2 separate regions of the Macaca mulatta genome follow, and region 2 is linked to region 1. A link is a contact called in public Hi-C data. All regions are on one chromosome and are shown on one strand. Each heading gives the region's core, a stretch centred on a gene start, on an enhancer-like site or on the middle of the called end of the contact. The rest is flanking DNA. Distances are from core to core; before and after follow the strand shown. Region 1 holds the start of IDH2 (isocitrate dehydrogenase (NADP(+)) 2). Region 2 holds the start of CIB1 (calcium and integrin binding 1).

Region 1 (6,406 bases), core at 2,745-5,244:
GGGAAAGGTTCCAATTCCTGGGGGCTCAAGAAGGCTGGACAGTAATTTTGTATAATTTATTTTATGTATGTATGTATGTATTTATTGAGATGGAGTCTCACTCATCGCCCACGCTGGAGGGCAGTGGCATGATCTTGGCTCACTGCAACCTCCACCTCCCAGGTTCAAGCAATTCTCCTGCCTCAGCCTCCAGAGTAGCTGGGATTACAGGCACCCGCCACCACACCCAGCTAATTTTTGTATTTTTAGTAGAGACGAGGTTTCACCATGGTGGCCAAGAAGGTCTCGAACTGCTGGCCCCAAGTGATCCGCCCGCCTCAGCCTCCCAAAGTCCTGGGAGCCACCCCGCTGGGCCAGAACAGCCATTTTGGAACAAACTCTAGTAGTTTCCTTGGTGTCATCCTTCATTCCTTCCCTTCTCTCATATCCATATCCAAACCACCAAAACCAGAAGCCACCCTCAGACAAGCCCATCCTTGCCATGAGTGAGTGCCTGCTGGGTATCTAGATTGTTATGTAAAATCTCCTGAACTGGAACCTTTCCCCACTACTGGCACTTCCTTTAAAATATACCCAGAATCCAACCACTTCTTCACCATCCCCAGTGCCACCATCCAGATCCAAGCCATCATCCTCTCTTGCCAGGTCCTGAAGCTAGAATGCTCCTGATAAGACGGAAATCAGATCACGGCACTTCTCTCAAAACCCTGCAAAGTAAAAGCCAACGTTCTCAAAAACGGCCTGTGAGCCCTCTACAGACCCCACTGCCAAACCTCATCCCATCACTCAACCTGGTGCCTGCTGAGCCAGCCTTCACATCATCCTCTCTGCTCCTCCATCATGCCCTTGACACCTGCAAGTCCCTCTTCCCCTGCTTCCAGAAAATGGCCTGCTTCCTCCCCTCCTCAGTGATTCCTTTAGTGAGGACTTTTCTGGCTGCCCTATCCAAACTTTTGTGCACACCTTTCTTGTCTTTTTCTCCTTAGCTCTTCTCTTTTTTGTGGGGAGCGGAGGCAGGGTCTTGCTTTGTCACCCAGGCTAGAGTGCAGTGGCACAATCATACCTCACTGCAGCCTTGACCTCCTGGGCTCAAGTGATCCTCCTGAGTAGCTAAGACTACAGACACGCACCATTGTGCCCGGCTAATTTTATTTTTTATTTTTGTAGAGACGGGGTCTCACTATATTGCCCAGGCTGGTCTAGAGTTCCCAGCCTCAAGCAATCCTCCCACCTCAGCCTCCCAAAGTGCTGGGATTACAGGTGTGAGCCACAGTGCCTGGCCTTCCTTAGCTCTTGTACCCATATATCACGCTAGTCAACGTCTATCTTGTTTACTGTCTGCCCCCTCCCACATCAGAATTCGAGCTCCTAAGGGTTTTGAAAGAGTCTCTGCTGGTTTCATTTCCAGCTCTATCCCCAGCACCCGGCATGGTGTCTGGCACAAAGTAGGAGAACACTACTTTTGCCAAAGACATAAATAAAGGTCAAGTTGAAGTCAACGCCATCTGTGGTCAGGGCTGCCCTGCCCTCATCTTCTGTTTCACTGAATGTGCTTCCTCCCCTCTCACTCATCTGGTATGCATTGCCACACAGGGGCCAGTGAGTTCTTACCAGCAGCCTGCACCAGATGTACACAGGTGGCATCTCTCACCAGCACTGGGCCCCATGCCCTGCAGAAGCTTACAACCTACAGTGTACTAATATTTGTAATCTGCTGGTATTTTTAACATGAGTTTACAGAGTATAAACCCCAGAGAAGGCCACTGACTCTAGCTTCCAGTAATCCAAGAGCAGTTTCCAGCACCTCATACCCTGAATGGAACCAGCCCAAGAGCCCTCAACTTCACACAGAAGATCTGGGAGCAGGCCTCAGCCATTCCAAAGAGGCTTTTCCTCAGTACCTACTAGGCCTAAACACAACCACCCAAATCAGCTCTGGCAGGGCAGCTAGGGCCTTATCTGACATGGCAGAAAGATCTGCACACTTAAGGGGCAAGAATTAAGAAATTTCTGGGTTAGGAGTGGAGTAAAGGAAGGTTAGATAAGTAATTCTCCCACCGGGCGGTTCACAGAACTGGCCCCCACTGCCCCAAGCTCTAACTTACCAGAAACATCACCAGCAGTCGCTAAGCCTATGGAGTTGCAAAATAGGAAAAGATGCGTGCAGGAATTACCAGGCAGCAAAGACACGGGGCTCTTTTAGCCCAAAAATATTCTTTCCTTGTCATCAAGGGGAATGCCAAGTATTCTGTCTCCAGCTGCGTTGCCAGGTAACAAGTTGGCAGAGTCGCAACTGTATGTAGTCTGATGTCCAACTCAAAAACCAAGCAATTTCCCCATTCATAACCAACCCACATGGGGACTTCTAGAAGGACCCGCAACTGACTACTTTTTCTGCATCCAAATTCAGGACCCTTAAAAGGGGCTTTGTGTTCCAGTTTTGTGTTTTTTGTGTTGTTTTGTTTCTTTTTTTACCATCAAGGCAGAAAAGAAGGGAGAATTAAAGATTGTAGCTCACTTCCACCGTATTTTTGCTGAAGGTGGTGTGCTCTATGGGAATCTTAGGGGCCTGGGGCACTTGGAAACTGGGAGTTGCTGGGCTGATCCCTGAGACAGATTCCCAGAGGTACAAAAGCAGACATGCCCCTTTCTCCTTGGGAGGGGAGGCAGGACTGGGGCCCAAGCCTCCCTACCCCCCAGCTCTAGTCAGCTGCTCCCACAATCCGGTTAACCATTACCTCCTCTGGTGAGGCCAGGGCCGGCAGGCCCCACCCCCTCTTCCGCACTCTCCTGGCTCACTGCAAGGGGCTCCTGGCCAGATTAGGATAGGAGTTTCCATGACAACAGGCATCAGACAGGGCCAAGGGACCTACATTGTTCCCTGCCTTTTGTAGCTGTGTTGGGTAGCCAGGGTGAGGGGGCAGGCCGATGCCCACACGCCAGGCAAGGCAGCCTGCGTTGGTAACGGAGGCTCGGGTTAAGTCTTGCTTATTACGACCCGACTACTGTCTTCTCTCCTAAGCAGGAAGCTAAAGGTACCCAGAAGCCGTGGGAACAATTCCGCAAAGTGACATTTTGCGCGGGCTGCCAGATCTCTGCGGCGAGTGAGCCAGGCAGGGAGGGCATGTGCCTGCCAAGGCAGGTCAAGTCAAGGAGAGGCCCCAGGATGGAGCCTCAAGTGCAGCGATGAAGGCGAAGGGCTGCGGGTGGGGGCGGCCAAACAAAAGGGGAAAATTAAAAAGGACGCTCCTCCAGCTGTGTGTAAAAGGCTCCAAAAATAGCTGACGTGGGCCTGGTATCAGCGTGCGCCTGGCTGAAAAGGAAGGGGAAGTGCATGCCTCCCGCCTCCCAGCCTTTGTCTGAGCAGGGGCCGCGCCACGACCCTCCCTCTCGCCAGGGGAGCGCGCGGGGTGCTCCAGCCCCCAGCGGGTGCTAGTCTCGTTCCAGGGGCGCAGGGCGGGCAGGCCACCCTTCGGGTCCCGGACACTCTCAGGACCCCCTCCCGAAATACCTAGGGGCGCGCGGCAGCCCCGAGCCCCCGCCCGCGCAGAACTGGCCGTCGCCCGGGCCACCAGTTGCCACCGTCCCTCAAGTCCCCACCCCACCGCCTGGCCCGGCCGGGAAGCTCCGGGCGGGGGAGCACGGAGCGAAGCTGCCCCCCGGCCCTTTGTGCGCCCGGCCCCGCCGTCCCCTGGCTGCGGGCTGGCTGGACGCGCTCCCCCGCCCCAGCCTGGGAAGCTGCCACGTCGCAGCTGGGGGCGCGCGCCTGCCTGGACCCTCCGCGCGGCACTCACAGTGGCGCCGCGTCTGCTCTTGCGAGGTGGGGGCTGTCAGGGCCGCCGGCGCCCAGGCCGGCCGCGAGCCTGAGGCTCTGCAGAGCGAGCGCACGACCCGCAGGTAGCCGGCCATCCCAAGCAGGAGAGTGAAAGAGCAGGGCGGGAGGGGTCAGAGCGCGCGCCGCTCCTCCCAGCTGCCTTGCCGCGGGCTAACGCTGGGCCTGGCGGGCGCGGGCCGAGCGGACACCACCGGGGCGGGGCTGCCGGGCCCGCCGCCCCATTGGGCCTTGCCGGGGAGGAGGCGGGGCCAGGGCCTCCGACGCCTCCAGTGTCCCGCGAAGCCGGGACCCAGAGGCCGGGCCTGGCCGGTGCTTCTGTGGGCGCTGCTGAAAGCCCAGCTCTGCAGGAGCTACAGGCGTGAGACCTACCGGGACCCGCTAGCGGAATCGGGGCTGGGTGATTAGCAGAGCCGCTTGCGAGGCTGACCCTCTCCAGGATGCCCCATGTAAACCTGTATGTCAGTTACTGGCGCTTTAGCTTAAACCCAAAGGTCAATCTGAGCGAACCCTTGCTTCCCTCGCCTGCAGGGCGGAACCCCAAGGCGCATTAGCCCAGCGCAGCTGCTGCATTCTTGAGCCAAGACCACCGGCGCCTGCGCCTCCTCGAGTCCGCTGTCGCGTCCAGCTGGTGTAGAGAGTTGAAATCCCACTTTGGGCCGGGCGCGGTGGCTCACGGCTGTAATCCTAGAACTTTTGGGAGGTCGAGGCAGGCGGATCACTTGAGGTCGGGAGTTGGAGACCAGCCTGGCTAACATAATGAAAACCCCGTCTCTACTAAAAATACAAAAATTAGCCGGGCATGGTGGTGCGCCTGCAATCCCAGCTACTCTGGAGGCTGAGGCAGGAGAATCACTTGAACCTGGGAGGCAGAGGTTGCAGTTAGCTGAGATCATGCCACTGCACTCCAGCCTGGACAACAGAGCGAGACTCAGTCTCAAAAAAACAAAACAAAAACAAAAACAAAAAAACCGAAGAAAGAAATATGATTGGACCAGAAGGCCAATAACCTGAGTGGGGAAACCCAGCAAGGCCTGTCCATGTAGATTCTTCTTGGCCTCTCTCTGCAGCAGTCCTTCCTTCTGAGGATGGGGCAGGACTCTCTCTGGGATGGAGGGGTCTTAGGACCTGCAAGCAAACAAGGTAGGTCAGATAATTTATTTATGGCCAGTTTTTACCCAGAAACGTGTGGGAGAAGGTTAGAGTAATATTTTTGGGTTCGATGTCTGGCTTTGGGGGAGAAGGGCTCTGGTTTCTATGACCTGCATTGAGGAAGAAGGATTCTAGTTTCTATGGCTGGCCTCCGAGGAGAGTGAGGGGCCGAAGACAGGAGGGAGGGAGAGGGTCAGAGAGAGCTGCTCCTGAGGCCTGCGTTTTGGGGTATTGTTTTCTGAGACCCTGGAGTAATCAAGCAGCCACAGTAGAAAACAGTTCCATTTTTTCCTGTTTGCATAGAAAAGATTTTTTTTTAATTAAAAATAGAGATGGGAGGGTCTCACTATGTTGCCCAGGCTGGTCTCCAGCTGTTAAGCTCAAATGATCCTCCCGCCTAGGCCTCCCAAAGCACTGGGATTACTGGTGTGAGCCATTGCATCTGGCCACAAAAGACGGTTATAATTAGTTCTGCCACAAAGTTTCTCTCTTCATCTGTTTTCTTAAACTAAGACACTAGCTGAGGGCTGGGTTTTCTTTGGAAAAACCTGACCTCTTTCCCTTCTCTGCTTTCCCAGTCACACTAATTCACTCCAAATAGGAGCAACCTATGTGCTGTGTTCTCAGCCCTCCCCTCCACTGCCTCACAGTCAACAGTGCCAGGTGGAGCTGGGCCAGGAAGGTGACCTTCGACTAGTGACTTCAAAGCTCCCCTCACCGAGTCCTAGCCGGTAGAGCTACTGCTCTGGCCCTAGGATCCAGAAGGCTGAGCCCAAGGGAGGGCTGCTTTTGGGCCCCCCAGAGTCTGAGACCTCTGTCAAAGGCCTGGTCTTGGGCCAGCTTGTGCCAGAAAAGACCCCTTATCCCTTTGACTCTGTTCAGAATTCTGTTGCTCCAAACACAAGTAGAGATCATGGAAACCTCTGGCATTCGACCTTCCTGCCAACCTGGTATTATCAGGTGCCTGGATCTCAATGTCCACACCTGTAAACTGGAAGACTGGACCCCTGAAGATCCTTCTGGTTCAAACAATGAGACTTATGTATGTCAACCACCCACACCACCACCTCTGAAATGGTGGTAATGAAATTGCTGCCCCCCTCCCCCTACCAAGGACTCGCCCCTTCCTCTGCATGGTGGACTGGTATCTCAGAGGCCTGGCCAGAGGCAGCACTGTGGGTGTGTTCCAGAGTCTGGCCTTTGCCTGCTGAGGGATCAGAGAGGGAGCAGTTGTGTTCCTTGTAAGCACAGCAGCAGCTGGAGGCAATTGAAGCAAAATCTTTAAACTGCCTCTAACTGCCTGCCTCCCAAGCCCCAGCTCCATGCCAGCCTTTCCCATACAATCCCTGTTTGATGAGGCAGCTGATGCCAGCTCCATTGGCTCGTAGAGGTTTCCACACTTGCTCAATGGTGCACTGCTGG
Region 2 (6,442 bases), core at 1,269-3,768, 140 kb after region 1:
AGGTCCAGGAAGTCCTCAAAGCTAAGGCTGTCTCTGGTTGGGGAGGTGGAGAAGACCCTGCAGATTCGCTCCTTGAAGGGGTTGGCCTAGGAGAACAAATGCCACAGGATGTGGCCCAGGTCACACACTCATTAAACCCTACCAGAAACTTGAGAGAGCAGGTCACAGGACTGGCACCAGGGAGCTCAGGCTCGTGGGGGTGAACGATCAGTGCTTTGGGGCCAACATGAAGGGCAGTGGGGGCACAGGAAAGCAAACTGACCCAGTTAGGGAAAGGACTGATATGGCTTCCTGGGAGTCAAGTGTTTAACCCAAAGGCAGGTCACATACAACATAAGTGTGGGCAGAGAGGGAAGAAGTCATCCTAAACAAAGGGAACGAGATGGGCTGGTTATTTTAAAACACAAATATTTAATTGAACAACTATTGTGTTACAGGCACTGGGCCAGGCCTTTTGCACAGATATTTCGCAGCAGCCCCACGGAGTGGCAATCAGCCTCTAGAACAGTGTTCCTCAAACTTTAATAAGGTAACTCAACTCCTCTTAAGGGATAAAACTTCTCTGAACTTCCAAGATTATGTTCTAGAATCCCCATTTGAAAAGCACCATTCTAGATAATTCTGCCAGGTGATTTTGGTCAAGTCCTTGTCCCCAGAAAATTAGAACTAAGCAGAAAAATGACCAGAATGGGGCCCAGTGACCCCATGATCTCAAAGCTAGTGGCAGATGGAGTTAGGGGGTCTAGCAGGGAGGGAGTGGTGGGAGAGGTGTCAACCAGGGGAAGCGCTTGCACCTTGAGCTCTGGAAGGCTGAGAATCTGCTCGAAGGGCACTTGTGCCAGAAGTGACTGCTCCACGCTCCGCTGCTCCTGGGGAAGCAGCTCACAAAACCGCCTGTGGGCTCTGGTAGAGAGAGGGGAACTGTCGGTGTTCTCAGCGATTGGTTTCCCTGTGTGTTCATTCCCACTCCTTGCCTGCTGCTCATTATCAACCAGGTGAGGAGCTAAAACCACATGCACAGAACTTCCGAGTCATCAGGCAACAGTAAGCAAAAGGACATGTCACAAGGCAGTACAGCCTAGGAGTCTTTTCTTGCAATAAGTATTTACTGAGCATCTACTATGTGCTGGGCACTGATTCTAGAGATCCCTGAGGGATGAAGAGTTGGGGAAAAGGCCAGAAGTTGGCCCTAAAGAACTGGCCATGCATGGTGGCTCACACCTGTAACCCCAGCACTTTGGGAGTCCAAGGCGGTGGGAGCATTTGAGGTCAGGAGTCTGAGACCAGTCTGAGCAACATGGTGAAACCCCTTTTCTACTAAAAATACAAAAATTAGCTGGGCATGGTGGCAGTTGCCTGTAATCCCAGCTACTCAGGAGGCTGAGGCAGGAGAATCACTTGAACAAAGAGGCAGAGGCTGCAGTGAGCCGAGATCGTGCCCCAGCACTCCAGCCTGGGTGACAGAGCGAGACTCTGTCTCAAAAAAGAGAGAGAGAGAAAAAAAAAAAACAAAAACAGGGAGAAAAGAGCACAACCAAAAATCTCATTCTCACCATCACTCCAGGGATCTCTTGCCCTCAAAGCCTCCTTTTTAGCAGCCACCCTGAACTGTCCTCCTCCTCGGCCTCCGCCTCCTTCCCATTGCCGCAGGAAGCCCAGGCACCTCCTCACTCAAAGTGCCCTGGCCTGCATAAAATCTGGCAAAAGGGCTTCCAGCCCAAGTTCAAATCCATTTACTCAAGAGTGTTGTCTTAAGCAGTTACCAAACCTTTCTGAACCTGTTTCATTGTCCAATACCTCTCTCCTAAAGATTAAATTAGGTAATGCAGGCAACAATGTAGCACAGTCCCTGGCACATGGTGAGTGCTCAGAAAGCGATAACGGTTACTGTATTATTCAGGTAAAGTTGGGAGAAAGAGCCAGGCTCCCCAAGGCTTCTGTGGTTTAGCCACCGGGCAAGGTCGGCCCCTGCCGGACTGGGGCAGGAAGTTCGGCAGTGCTGAAGCTAGTGGAGCTCAGGGTCAGAGAGCCTAACTTTTCCTGGAGGCTGTGAGGTGGCTCCGCGGTGCCACGCTGGGGCCTCAGGCGAGGGCGGGGAGGGCGTGCCGGGAGAAGGGCGCAGCCCGGGCTGGGTCTCCTGGCCTCCAGCTCCCGGTCCTCTGCAGACCTCAGGCCAGCCCCCGCCCCTCCCTTGGGACGGCGCCCCCGAAGCTGTCTCTAGAGGATCCCGGGGTCGGAGGCAGCACTTACAAGAGGATCTCCTGCTTCGTCAGGAACGTCAAGTCCTGGAAGGCAAAGCGAGAGCTGGCATTAGCGGACCGCTGGGAGGCCGCGGCCGCCCCGCAGCCCGCTCCGGACCCGGCTCCGGGGAACAGGCCGGCACACGAGCTCCCTAGGGCCAGGCGTCCCGCGCACCTGGTACTCGGCCAGCAGCTCCTTGGACAGGCGACTGCCCGAGCCCCCCATCTCCCCGCCGCGCGCACAGCTCCGCCAACTCGCCTAGAGACGCAGACAACTTTCTCACTTCCGCCCTTGGGCCGCGTCACTGCCCGGTCCCCGCGGCAACCGCTCCTGGGGCCACCACCCCCGGGCCCGCCCCGTCCTAAAAGCGCCCAGGCGTTCCCAGCCGGGTTTGGCAGGCGAGCCGCCGGCTGCGACCGGTCCCTGGCGAGCGGGAGGCGGGGCCCTGGGAGGGGCCCGACGCTCCGGGGCGGAGCCCAGGACTCACGGCCCCGCCTCCGGGGTGGGCGGGGGCGGGCCACGCCGCGCGCGTGCGTGCTGGCTGCGTATGCGTCACGGGAGTCGTGACCTCGCTGTGGCCCCGGCAGCGGCTGCAGGGTAAGTCGCGAGGTCCATCCGCTTCGGCTGCAGTAGGTGGTGGCGGCGGCTGCCCTGGGTGCGGTCCCGTAGGAGCGTCTGAGAAGTCACTGGAGCTAGCGTTTCCGGGAAACCTGGAGACTCGCTGAGTGGCCGAGGTCGTCGCCTGCCCCTCTGCCCAGCAAGGGCTTTTCTAGATGTTATCATCAGGCAATCGCTGCACCTGTCGCAGCCCCCAAGCCACCTCTTCCAGAAGTAACCATAACCTTGCTTCATTCTTAGGCTATTTACTGAGGACCCACTGGATGTGAAGCACTGTGCATAGTTTTCTTCGATTGTTGCAACATCCCTTGCAAGGTAGGTTCCCATTTTACAAAGATGGAAATACGTAAGTCCAAAGGGTTTTAGTGATTTTTCCGGGCTCAGGCATTTAGAAGGTGATCGGTCCAGTCCAAGGCACCTTTAAAGGCGCTCCACTGGTCTTGTCTTCATTCCAGCTGACCTGCTGTCCTTTTGACCCCATCTCACCCCTAGGCTGCTGACCCGTTTGCTCTTGTCCCCTCTTAACCTCTAGAACAATGTTTGGCACATAGTAGGCTTTCAGTAAATATTATCGAATGCATAATAAATGAATGAACGTATACTACTGCAAAAGGTAAGGATTCCAAACTGCTGGGAGGAGGAAGTGGAGGTTGTTGGTCAGGCTGGGATTAATTCTTGATCCTTCCAATCCATTATACTTGCTGATCTTTGTAAAGTCGAAATCTGAGCATGTTAATCTCAGTTTATAATCATTAAATGGTTAAAAACCCAAATCCTGGCCCTCTGTAACTGGACTTGCTCCTATTGGCTCTCTGTGTTTCAGCCACGTTGGGCCCTCAGTCCCTCTTCCATCTTATCCTCAGGGAAGCCTTTCCTGACTCCCTAGACTGCCTAGGATTCTACTTTACACTTGAAGAATACCCATTGCTTCTCCTTGGCAGCATGTGTTTAATAAGACCCACTGTATTAATATGTACATTCCATCACTGTAGAAATATTCAAGGCCAGGCGTGGTGGCTCATGCCTGTAATCTCAGCACTTTGGGAGGCTGAAGCAGGCGGATCACTTGAGGCCAGGAGTTCAAGACCAGCATGGCCAACATGGCAATACCCCGTCTCTACTAAAAATACAAAAATTAACCAGGCGTGGTAGAACCTGGGAGCTGGAGGCTGCAGTGAGTAGAGATTGTGCCACTGCAGTCCAGCCTGGGCAACAGAGTGAGACTCTCTCAAAAAAAAAAAAAAAAAAAAAAAAAAAAAAAAAAAACCTAGGGTATAGACTCATCCCAAGCTGATCATTTTTCTTTTAATAGCAGACTCTTTCTGTCCAAGAAGGAGTTAGTCTCCTGTTAGTAAAAGCTTAGGCAAAAAGCAGGAAGCTGTCATTATGTCTCCTGTACTAAATAGACCTTGTTTGCCTCTTACAAGCCAAGGCGAATACCTGGACTGCATGGTAGTAAGTATCTCTCTCTCTCTCTCTTTTTTTTTTTTTTTTGAGACAGAGTTTCACTCTTGTTGCCCAGGCTGGAGTTCAATGGCATGATCTTGGCTCACCGCAACCTCTGCCTCCCAGGTTCAAGAAATTCTCCTGCCTCAGCCTCCCGAGTAGCTGGGATTACAGAAGTGCACCACCCAGCTAATTTTTGTATTTTTTTAAATAGAGATGGGGTTTCACCATGTTGGCCAGGATGGTCTCGATCTCCTGATCTCGCGATCCGCCTCCCTCAGCCTCCCAAAGTGCTGGGATTACAGGCATGAGCCACTGCGCCCGGCCTCTCATGGTAAATTATTAAATGCACAGGCTGAATCATCTGGTAGTCCTTGGTGAATCTGGTTAGCATATTGTCCCTCCTGTACCTGATCAACTCTTGGTACAGTGATAAAACCGAACTGCTGATATACTTCTATTTTTTATTTTATTTATTTTTTTGAGACAGAGTCTCACTGTGTCACCAGGCTGGAGTGCAGTGGTGCGATCTCAGCTCACTGCAACTTCCGCCTCTTGGGTTCAAGCGATTCTCCTGCCTCAGCCTCATGAGTAGCTGAGATTACAGGCGCCCACTACCACACCTGGTCAATTTTTTTGTATTTTTAGTAGAGAGGGGGTTTCACCACATTGGCCAGGCTGGTCTTGAACTCCTGACCTCGTGATCCCCCACCTTGGCCTCCCAAAGTGCTGGGATTACAGGCGTGAGCCACCGTGCCCGGACTTCATTGTAATTTTCTTTTTTTCCTTTTTTTTTTTTTTTTGAGATGGAGTCTCACTCTGTCACCAGGCTGGAATGCAGTGGCACAATCTCAGTTCACCACAACCTCCACCTCCCAGGTTCAAGTGATTCTCCTGCCTCAGCCTGCCAAGTAGCTGGGACTACAGGTGTGCACCCACCACGCCCAGCTAATTTTTGTATTTTTAGTAGAGACAGGGTTTCACCATGTTGGCCAGGATGGTCTTGATATCTTGACCTCGTGATTCACCCACGTCAGCCTCCCAAAGTGCTGGTCTAGGGATTACAGGTGTAAGCCACCGCACCCAGCCCCTCATTGTGATTTTGATTTGCCTTTCCTTATTAATGATGTTAAACATCCCAAATGTGCTTGTTGGTCATCTTTATATCTTATATGAAAAAATGTCTAAGATTATCTTTTTTTTTCTCCTTGTTTTGGTTATGTTTTATTTTTATTATCTCATTTTAAATTTTTTCACCTGTTAGATAAGATTCTCTTTTAATAGACACTATATTAGTCATGCCTGTGGTCCCAGCTGCTTGGGAGGCTAAGGTGGATAGATTGCTTCAGCCTGGGAGGCAGACATTGCAGTAAGGTGAGAATAAGATACTACATTTTATCATCAAAATTATGCTTAGCTTCACTTTTTTGTGTGTGTGTGTGTGTGTGTCTTTTACTTTGCAGCTCCAGCTGAAAGGATTAGCTTCACTTTTAAACATTTTTGGCCAGGCGCGGGTGGCTCACACCTATAATCCCAGCACTTTGGGAGGCCGAGGTGGGTGGATCACCTGAGGTCAGGAGTTTGAGACCAGCCTGGTGAAACCTAGTCTTTCCTAAAAATACAAAAATTAGCTGGGCGTGGTGGCACACACCTGTAGTCCCAGCTACTCAGGAGGCCGAGGCATGAAAATCACTTGAACCCAGGTGGCGGAGGTTGCAGTGAGCCAAGATCATGCCACTGCACTACAGCCTGGCTGACAGAGTGAGATTCTGTCTTTAAAAAAAAAAAAAAAATTGACCATCTTAACCATTTCTAAGTGTATAGTAGCGTTAAGCACATTCACGATGTTGTGCAGCAAATCTCCAGAATGTTTTCATCTTGCAAACTAAGCCTCAGTACCCATTAAACTTAGCTTGACTTTTGATATGTAATTTTTTATGTGTTTTCTGTTTCCTTTCTGTTTTATTAACATGAAGTTTCTGGACCAGCAGAGCTGAAGGAACCCAAACTTGGACTGAAGTGACCTTGCTAAGGTAATGCCTTCTTTTGACATCCTACCTGGGCCAGTGGCAGACCCCTCTCCCTGACAATGCTGGGTCCAGGGCCCCAGGCAGCCAGGGGAAGATGAAGACAGGCA

What was found. Hi-C and Micro-C count contacts between places; a contact is called where the count stands out from the background.
Region 2: a Hi-C map of cortical neurons shows a contact between it and region 1, with 5 times the contacts expected there. The contact joins the promoter of CIB1 here to the promoter of IDH2 in region 1. A contact is called at or near these places in 2 of 14 Hi-C or Micro-C datasets (cortical neurons and fetal cortex germinal zone).

What each region holds. Positions count from the first base shown.
Region 1 is chr7:79,923,789-79,930,194 of T2T-MMU8v2.0, forward strand. IDH2 (isocitrate dehydrogenase (NADP(+)) 2) reads right to left here and starts at 3,995. Exons shown (of 11, transcript NM_001257762.1): 1 at 3,795-3,995. The coding sequence starts at 3,909. LOC114679490 (a long non-coding RNA gene) reads left to right here and starts at 4,155. Exons shown (of 3, transcript XR_003731445.2): 1 at 4,155-4,289; 2 at 4,903-4,975.
Region 2 is chr7:80,060,507-80,066,948 of T2T-MMU8v2.0, forward strand. CIB1 (calcium and integrin binding 1) reads right to left here and starts at 2,519. Exons shown (of 7, transcript XM_077940337.1): 1 at 2,416-2,519; 2 at 2,251-2,285; 3 at 795-1,023; 4 at 1-86. The coding sequence starts at 2,466. GDPGP1 (GDP-D-glucose phosphorylase 1) reads left to right here and starts at 2,793. Exons shown (of 4, transcript NM_001194046.1): 1 at 2,793-2,838; 2 at 3,100-3,174; 3 at 6,282-6,338. LOC144330110 (a long non-coding RNA gene) reads right to left here and starts at 6,098. Exons shown (of 2, transcript XR_013395985.1): 1 at 5,957-6,098; 2 at 2,821-4,446.